Regions from separate parts of the Sus scrofa genome. Here region 2 is linked to region 1. A link is a contact called in public promoter capture Hi-C data. All regions are on one chromosome and are shown on one strand. Each heading gives the region's core, a stretch centred on a gene start, on an enhancer-like site or on the middle of the called end of the contact. The rest is flanking DNA. Distances are from core to core; before and after follow the strand shown.

Region 1 (4,932 bases), core at 469-2,968:
GCACAGTGGGGTGACACGTTGTAGCCAGACGGTCATCTCACACAGAAACAGTTAACAGTCGAACATTATATAGCAGACACCAGCGACTGCCTCTTGTAACCCCAGAGGTAAGACAGGAACAAGTGTCCCAGAGTTTTACAGGATTCTCTGCTCAGGCTGGACCATGGTCCCTTTGCTACCATGACAATGGTGCTTACCAGGGCCCACTGCATGTCAGGGCTCAGATAGGACTTGTGTTAATCTTACAAACATATCTTCTTATCAAAATTTACAACATCAGGATTTCTTATCATGTCTCACCAGAAATGAATCTGACTAGTACCCACCAGGACATGGGTTCGATCCCTGGCCTCACTCAGTGGGTTAAGGATCCGGTATTGGTGAGAGCTGTGGTATGGGTCGCAGAGGCAGCTTGGATCTGGTGTTGCTGTGGCTGTGGCATAGACCCGCAGCTACAGCTCTGATTGGACCCCTAGCCTGGGAACCTCCATAAAAAGACCAAAAAAATAAGTACAACGTGGTAATCCAAGTAGTACTATTGCCCGTTTTCCTTTTCTCTTCCCTTTTGTTATTTTTACCATTAGAGAACCTGAGGCTCAGAGAGGAACAGCAGCTTGTTTCATGGTCACAGAGCCAAACTCAGATCATGTCACACACCTAGAAGGTGGTCTATGAATGGTGGTTGGGGATGATATTTAAAGAAAAGTAAAAGACAGGTGATTTTGTGTTTTTATTCATTTCTTATTAATTTGTTTATTACCTCTCAGGAGCAGAGCATTAACTTTTAGCATCATCCTAATTCCTCATTCCTTGTAAGGGCTGTGTCTGTTGTGGTTTACTCTTTCATCTCTCATCCCCATTGCTTTCTCCCCTAGAGGCGCCACACCACTCTGGCACATGTCCTTGGGTGTGTGTGTCTATATGTATATATATCCTTTAAAATGTATATAGCATTGTTTTACAAAGGGGTACATGTTAAATTGTAGACATGGCATTTCACGATTTCTTTTTTCTGAATTTTTTTTTTTTTTTTTTTTTTTACTTTTTAGGGCCACACTTGCAGCATATGGAAATTTCCACCCTAGGGGTCGAATCAGAACTACAGCTGACAGCCTCTGCCACAGCCGAAGCATCATGGGATCCAAGCCAAGTTTGTGATGGACACCACACCTCACAGCAGTGCTGGACCCATGACCCACGACCCACTTAGTGAGGCCAGGGATCGAACCTGCATCCTCATGGATACTAGTCAGAATCATTTCCATTCCTTCTCAATGATTTTAAGTTCTCCAGATGGTGCTTTCTATCCATCTGGCTCTTGCCTCCGAGCGCTACACTGTATTTCACAGCACACGTCTACATTTCCCTAAGGATGGCTACCTGGACCACCGCCACCTCTCTGCTACACAAATCATGTGGTGTTGGGCATCCCGGAACATGTGGGAGTTTCTCCGAGGGAAATATCAAGGCACTGTACTTTCTGTGGCAGGTCAAAGTATGAAAGGAGAGCTGGACAGCCGGAGATGGTGTAATATTTATTTTAAATGCAACCAATAGGAACTGGAGGGCACCCCCATTAAAGGGACTGCTCTACAGAGAGAACCATTAAAATGAATGTAAATCACAGTAGCTTCAGGGACAGTTTAATAACTATCTGACTTTTTATTGGGTGAGCAGGAGATGTGCCAGCTTTCTCCTTACAGAGTCTTCTGGATCTTTTGTAGAAAGAGATTCTATCTGAACTGCTCTGGAGATTACCGAGGGCAGAGGGCTGCTCTGGGAGTAATGGCCATAAATCCAATTAGTAACTCACTTTCTCTTTTGCCACAGGCTCCGTTTTCCCCAAACACATAGAAGATAATTCCACACTCTGGAACCTGGTAAATCCTGAGGGCTCCGTGATAGCATGCCACCAAGACACAAAGGTTTCTTACAGGAGGAAAGGGCTGGAGGGATACACAATAAACTGGTAACGCTGGACACTCCTTTCTGTGGTGCCAGGATGGGTAGTGAGGGGCCTCAGCCACTTTATTCCGTACACTTTTGTATTGCTTCAAACAAAAATGTGTTCCTGCCTTACTTGTGAAATAAGGGGATGGGGGGACCTTTACGGAATCTCTAGAGAATTTTAGCAAGATTAGAGATTAGAGAAATCCACTTTTTTTTTTTTTTAAAGAATTTTTATTTATTTATTTATTTGTCTTTTTTTTGCTATTTCTTGGGCCGCTTCTGCGGCATATGGAGGTTCCCAGGCTAGGGGTTGAATCAGAGCTGTAGCCACCGGCCTACGCCAGGGCCACAGCAACGCAGGATCCGAGCCGCGTCTGCAACCTACACCACAGCTCACGGCAACGCCGGATCGTTAACCCACTGAGCAAGGGCAGGGACCGAACCTGCAACCTCATGGTTCCTAGTCGGATTCGTTAACCACTGCGCCACGATGGGAACTCCGAAATCCCACTTTTAAGGGTGGAGGAAACTAAGGCAGTTAGGGCATTGAGGTCACGTGAGCCTGCTCCAAAGCGGGGGGTGGGGGTGAGGTGGCGTGGGGCTGCCCTTGACCTCTTGACTCCTCCACTGGTCCAGGGGCCAGTCTCCCTTCATGGGGCTAGAGCCCTGGCTGAGCCTGAGGAGAAGGGTCTTGGATTCCAGACTAATACTTGTTTGGAAACTTGCCTACTTAAGGAAAGAAGTTCTTTAATGCCTAATCTTTATGAACCCAAGTAAAGAATTGAGATAGGGAGGTCCCTGGTTGTCTAGCAGTAAGGACTCCAGAGTTGTCACTGCCTTGCCTCAGACTGATCTGTGGCTGGGGAACTTCTGCATGTGGTGGGGTGGGGTTGGGGCGGTGGGAGGATGGGGGCAGGGGCATTGGCCCCCCCCAAAGAATTAAGATGCCTGGGATAAAAATAAAATATGTATCAGCTTAATTTTGATTTTTTTTTAAAAAAAATTCCATAATGGTTTCACTTTTGTTTCCTCTGAGATTGGAAAAATAAACCCTGAAAACAGCTTACCTGGAGGATGGAAGCTGTCATACAGGCTCCTTTCTTTCTCTTATTACATCTATACTTGTTTTTTTTTTTTTTGGTCTTTTTGCTATTTCTTGGGCCACTCCTGCAGCATATGGAGGTTCCCAGGCTAGGGGTCTAATCGGAGCTGTAGTCACCAGCCTACACCAGAGACACAGCAACTTGGGATCCGAGCCGCATCTTCGACTTACACCACAGCTCACGGCAACGCCAGATCGTCAACCCACTGAGCAAGGGCAGGGACCGAACCTGCAACCTCATGGTTCCTAGTCGGATTCGTTAACCACTGCACCACGACGGGAACTCCTACATCATACTTGTTACCAAGCTATTTCTTGTGGGTTGGTAGTTTTGTTAAAGTTATGAGTGAAATAAAGATCTGAATGATTAAATCACCTTTTATGTAAGCTTATAGAGAAATGCACACAGGATTTGGGTTTGAATCCCAGATCTGTCATTTACTAGTAACCTTAAGCAAGTGATCTAACCCTCTGAAGCTTTACTTTTATTATTTAAAAATATGAATGATTGTAGTTCCCATGATTACTGTGACGATCCAATAAACTATTCTAAGGAGGGCTTTCAGTACAACGCCTGGCAATAGTAAGCACTTAATAATTATGTCCATTAGTATTTTAACAGGTGCATATTTAAAATTATTATTTTCCCTTGGACAACTCCAGGGATCAATGAGATATTTGTTAGGTAAACTGGTATCTTGAATTCCTCAAAAGCAGAGCCTGAGATAAGGATTTGAAGGCAGGGTGTTTATTCAGCTGATTCCAGGAAGCACAGGGAGGACGGGAGTCCAGGAAGAGAAGAAGGCCAATAAATGTACCTCTGTGAGCAACAGGACACCACCCTGGGACCTTTCAAGGGACTGTGTGGCACAGACTTTCAAGAGCAGGAGGTGAGCACCTACACTACAGCGTCTTAGACAACTCCACAAGTATAATCTCCATTTGGGTTTTGAGTGTGTGCCACCTTTGCACTTAGAAAAATTTTCTGTTGTTTTAAGTCAGATTAACTGTCTCTTATCAGCTGACTTTCTCTTGGGTTGGACCCAGCCCTTCGACTACTGCAATCTGCTTTGTCAGCTCCTTCTCTATAACCTGAAGAGGCCATGGTTTATATGGTTTAGGTTCCGGCATGGTAAAATCACCTGCGATACTTAAGTTTACCACTTTGTTTCAAGTTGAGGTAGGCAATCTCTTAGGCTCTGGATCTTAAAAATTAAGCGAAGGAACTTCTGGAAATCATGATCCTTTTTTTTTTGTCTTTTTAGGGCTGCAAGTGCAGCATATGGAAGTTCCCAGGGTAGGGGTAGAATTGGAGCTGTAGCCGCTGGCCTTCGCCACTGCCACAACAACACGAGCCATGAGCCACGTCTGTGACCTACACTGCAGCTCACAGCAATGCCGGATCCTTAACCCACTGAGAGAGGCCAGGGATCAAATCTGCGTCCTTAAGGATTTTAGTCGGGTTCATTACTGCTGAGCCACAATGGGACTCCTCATGGTTTGCAGAGAACACCACACTCATTGCAGAGCATCCCATAGTTTGGATATATTTAATTTCAAACGTAAATCAAAAACATAATTGCGAGAAATATGACCATATTATGAAATTATTAACACAAGCATTCAAACACACAGGTCAGTTAAATGTAATTGGCTTTTCATGGGTTTCCACTAATATTTGTTTGCTAATTGATCATTAACTTGTTATCTGCTGGAATTTGCTAGCAGATAAGCAATGGTAGGCACCACAGGTATAAGAAAGATATGTGGAGAGACATATTAAACACAGATAAAAATGTACCCATTTTTACATTAATCTGAGATAAAGAATCCCTAATTCCTTTTTCAGGGACCCCTCCGCTTAATTTATAAAAAAACAG
Region 2 (4,433 bases), core at 1,096-3,595, 93 kb after region 1:
AGACAATAGGAGGTAGGAGTTTAAGACAAAAGCGAAGTGATCAGGCCAGGCTGGTTCTGTCTTCTCTTGGCTGGACGAGGACTTGATTTTATAGTATGTCTTACTTTACACAATGAATCTATTCCTGAAAGAAGCTTAGAAACATTTGTAAATTGAATCATGTCTTAAAAGTACCATAGCTGTGTCCTACTGAAAACACTTCCGTGATAAAGCTTTTTGTAAAAAGAGATGTTATTCTCTAATTCTAAATCTATATTGGATCTGCTTAAAGGAAAGTTCAACTCTAGTTCTTTTCCTGGAGAGGAAAAGTGATGTCAAACTACCCTGATGAGGTCCCGGTGTGGGAACAGCCTGTCTGGCCTCCTGGGCTCTCTGGGGAGAGTAGATAGAGAGAAAGAATAGACACATATTCCAGAACTGGACTTTGAATGGGCCTTTGGCCAAACTTGGCCCAATTTCTCAACGGAGAGAGAGCACTGACCAAAACTGAATGCTGACTCAAAGCCAACTTGCTTTGGACACACTGTCCTCTGCCAGGGAAGCTCAGCACCCTCTCCCTGAGGTACTTACCCAGCCAGGGGAAGGAAATGCTGGGACAAGCAGCTTTGCTCTTTCCCCTTCTACCTCTGGTTCCAGCTTTTGTGCAGCTCTCACAATTCGGGGAGGGGGAAAGGAGGGGAGAAAAAGACTGGCTAGTGGAAGGAGAGGCAATAGGGCCACCCATGAAGATGCTGGGCTTAGAGAAAGCCAGGGAAAACCAAGGGGGAGTCATTGTGTAAGAAGAAAATTTGAACAACTTGGGGACTAAGGAAAAAATGAGGAAAGGGTTCAGGGCAACCACATGAACACAAAGGAAAAGAGGAGGAAAGGAAGAATCCCAGGATGGAAAGTGAACTGGGAAGAGATACAGAGGAGGCTAGATCAAGCTGAGAGCAATTTCAGGTGCTAATTCAGATCCGAAGCTCAAATCTTTTTGATTCAGAAAAATGTCCTGTGATTAACCCTTCAATGTGAAGCCTAGTGTGTAGAAATTTCCTTTAACTCTAGCTTCTTTACATACATCTGGGATGATGAGAAATTTAGGCATGATAGTTCATTTTCCAGAAAGATTCATGGTAGGATTTCTAACTCTGCAGAGGCTGCATTTGCAGAAATTATAACAAGAATGGCTTGTTAAAGTGTTGATGAGGGTTGAAGAGGAGGGGTGAATGTTCAAAATCAGATTGCCATGCAATTTGAAATCACTACTTTAGTTTTGATGTAAACATAAGCAATTTTAGAATTGTATTACTAAATTACTGGGATACCAGGCTTCCAATATCCAACATGCCATTTCCTGGAGGAGCGCAAGCACAGAGGACTCAGAGCTAATTTGAACATCCATGTCACTTCTCCCCTTATAGCTTGATTGACAGACTAAAATTGTTTGTACGAATCTTAGTTCTTTTCACAGTACCTGTCTTCCTGGAGGTAGATTCCAGGTAGACTCGTCAGGCAGAAGAAACACATGGGAGCAGAATCAAATAGTTTAAGCAACCCACACATTATGGGAACCACCTTTGGGAGATAACCAAAGGTAAGAGTCAACATATTTAACTGCTAAGTCATAGGACCAGCCAATCAGATCCTACCCTGGACACAAACAGCCCCTATCAGCCCCGGAGATAACACTCCCACAGCAGCTGATCCTTCTTCACAGAGTTGTTTGCACACTTGCAACTATGTGCCTATTCAGTTGCTATTATTGGTTCAATATCTGCCTTCCTCTCCAGACTGTCTGCCTAATGAGGGGTTTCCCTAGGTCCCCAATGAACCTTTGTGATCAGACACCAGTGACCCAGGTAGAAAAGACTTCATCTTACTGTATTGCGGCCAACTTCAAAGAAGTGGCATGGAAGGGTGGAAAAGTCCTTGATATTAGGACAGCTGTGCTCATGTCCCAAATTCGCTGTTGACTCATGTGATTTTGGTCAGGTCACTTCCCTGTCTCTATTTCTGACTCCTTTGCTAGGAAACTACAGGACCAGATTTGGTAACTTCTGAGGCCAATTCCAGCTCTTAGAGTCTGCGATTCAGCTTGCTCATTAAGTGGACAGGGGAGATTTATCTGTGACCAGAACAAAATGTTAGGAACCAATGAAAGTTGCCAAATACCATTCAGAGAAAAAGTGGGAACAGGATTTTGTATGAAATGTGCTTGGGTTGCACAATGCAAATATCACTTTGGTGAGAGAGGAAGGCCACGGGATATGATTACTTGATCTGCCACCAAGCTTCCTGCACAGCCCTGCAAGCTTTGCAAGCCCTGCAAGCTAAAGATACCTATCACTCTTGTTCAAGGTCCACTTCCTACTGAGTTGTCACACTGTTGAATTATTGCTGAGGTGAAGTCCAAAAGGGGAAATATTTTGCAACCTAGGGTTGGACCCTGGAGCTCGACGATCATGACTGATACATATTTTCCCAGAAACATCCAGGGCCACACTGAGGAGCCCTCGTACCTCCGTGCACCACTTTTGTGAGCTCACCCTGACAGTGGTGCTGTGGTTCCCCAAGCATTTTCCCAAACAAGCAAGTGAAAACATTTCCTTTTGCCTCTATTGGAATCATTTCTTTTCTTTAATTATGCATGAAATGAACAAGACTTTTTCAAAAAATAGCTCAGTTTAAAAAGCAGTTTAGAAACAAGGTCATATTTGTCTTCACAAGAAGAGTCATCAGTGTATTAAGCCAGAGATTCCTGAATCATAACACAGATGCTGCTCTGACAGTTGCTGAGTTTTAAAATTTCCAGGATCCTCAGAGAGTTCTTCTTTATGGGGGTATTGGCATGCTTGCAATTATGTCCCTAATCACTTTTGGTAATGCTGATTATGACATGATGTGTTCAAACACTCTTAGGTAGATATTCAAGAGCCCCAGCTTTTCCACCAGTTAGTATATGAGCCTGAGCAAGTCCCTGCCTCTCTGAGTCTCTGTTTGCTCTCCTGTGAACTATTCAGCTGGACATCCAAAGTTTTGAGCTCTACAGAGAGCCTCTGAGGCCTGGATGGGAGGACCTCACCCTTCTCCTCCCACCAAGAAAGAGATGGGGACCTGGGCGTCCATACCCAAAGCTCTATTCTTTCCTTTACATATATTCAGAGTTTGCAGAAAGTTTCCCTGAGGAAAGGACACTTCTGCTTATAAAGTGTTTGAAAAGCACAGGATTTGGAGTTCCCCTTGTGGCATAGCAGAAATGAATCCAACTAGTCCATGAAAATGCGGGTTCGATCCCTGGCCTTGCTCAGTGGGTTGGGGATCTGGCATTGCTGATCCAGCTGGCATAGACGCAGCTGGATCCTGCATTGCTGTGGCTGTGGTGTAGCTCTGATTCGACCCCCAGCCTGTGAACTTCCATATGTCACAGGTGCAACCCTAAAAACAAAACAAAACAAAAAAAAAAAAAAGAAGAAAAGAAAAAGAAAGAAAAAGAAAAATGCAGGATTTTATAACCTCTAAACATGCTCTCAATTGTAAAAGATGTCTCCTGAGTTCATGTTCACATATATTTGTGAACTCAGGTCTATACACGCTTACACACACACATACCCTCCACAGGGCAAAAAAAATAAGATTGTGTCACATCCCATGGATCATGTTGAAAGGAATCCTGTGTCATTTTCTCTTCATGCCCCAAGGAAGTCCCAAGATGTTGCTGGGAGATGGGGAAGCTCTTCATGTGGCTGAGAATTCAGCTGAAAATGAGTCAGAGGTGGAGCTTTAGCTTTTAGAAGGGAAGCTGAGGACGCATTTGACTATACCTTAACTTTATACATGAGGAATCTAAGACTTGGAGTGACTTGCCAAGGTCATGTAACAAGTTGGTAGTGGAGCTGCTATTATAGGTCAGGTCTTTAAGTCCCTCCCCAATGCCCTTCCCAGTACACTGTGCTCTTAGGAAGAGATGGCACTAGAATGGGATATTTGGATATCCTGTATTGATGATTCAAAAAAAAAACATTTTACCCACCTTATCCACCTCTGTGGTATGGGATTGACCTTTAGATCTGGCAAGACCTTAAGAAAATATTGCGTGTGCGTGCACACACACACACACACACACACACATACAGAGGCATTTTGCCCAGGGGATAAGGGGCAATGTAAAATCTTTGGCAAGTAAATACTTCAAAGCTTCAGAGGGTTTATCTGAAGAAGACTTTGAATAGAGTGCGATGTTTTATGGCTTCTCCTAATCCCCAGCAAATGTGCCTTGCTGAATAAGCAGAAATATTTTTAATGACTGCTAGAGAGCTACAGGCATAGATCTGTGACTAGAGCTGGATTTCCTGGGACCCTTAGTCTCCTGCATTACAATCTTGGAGAAAGAATTTGTATCTGGTTCTGCACTAATGAATTTGGAGGGCCCAAGGCTTTTCCTTCTAAAAGTT

The links. Promoter capture Hi-C pulls out the DNA fragments that hold promoters and counts their contacts.
Region 2: a contact with region 1 is called in a promoter capture Hi-C map of liver, with 2.5 times the contacts expected there. The contact joins two enhancer-like sites. A contact is called at or near these places in 1 of 5 promoter capture datasets (liver) and 1 of 47 Hi-C or Micro-C datasets (liver).

Annotation. Positions count from the first base shown.
Region 1 is chr6:107,499,768-107,504,699 of Sscrofa11.1, forward strand. No RefSeq gene overlaps it. Among named protein-coding and RNA genes, the nearest start is that of GATA6, 220 kb to the left of the region's middle. Within about 2 kb of position 1,719, at least 2 of the 83 cell types and tissues checked have an H3K27ac peak or open chromatin away from gene starts, as enhancers often do. A contact at or near this core is called in liver, where this site is marked.
Region 2 is chr6:107,591,911-107,596,343 of Sscrofa11.1, forward strand. No RefSeq gene overlaps it. Among named protein-coding and RNA genes, the nearest start is that of GATA6, 310 kb to the left of the region's middle. Within about 2 kb of position 2,346, at least 9 of the 83 cell types and tissues checked have an H3K27ac peak or open chromatin away from gene starts, as enhancers often do. A contact at or near this core is called in liver, where this site is marked.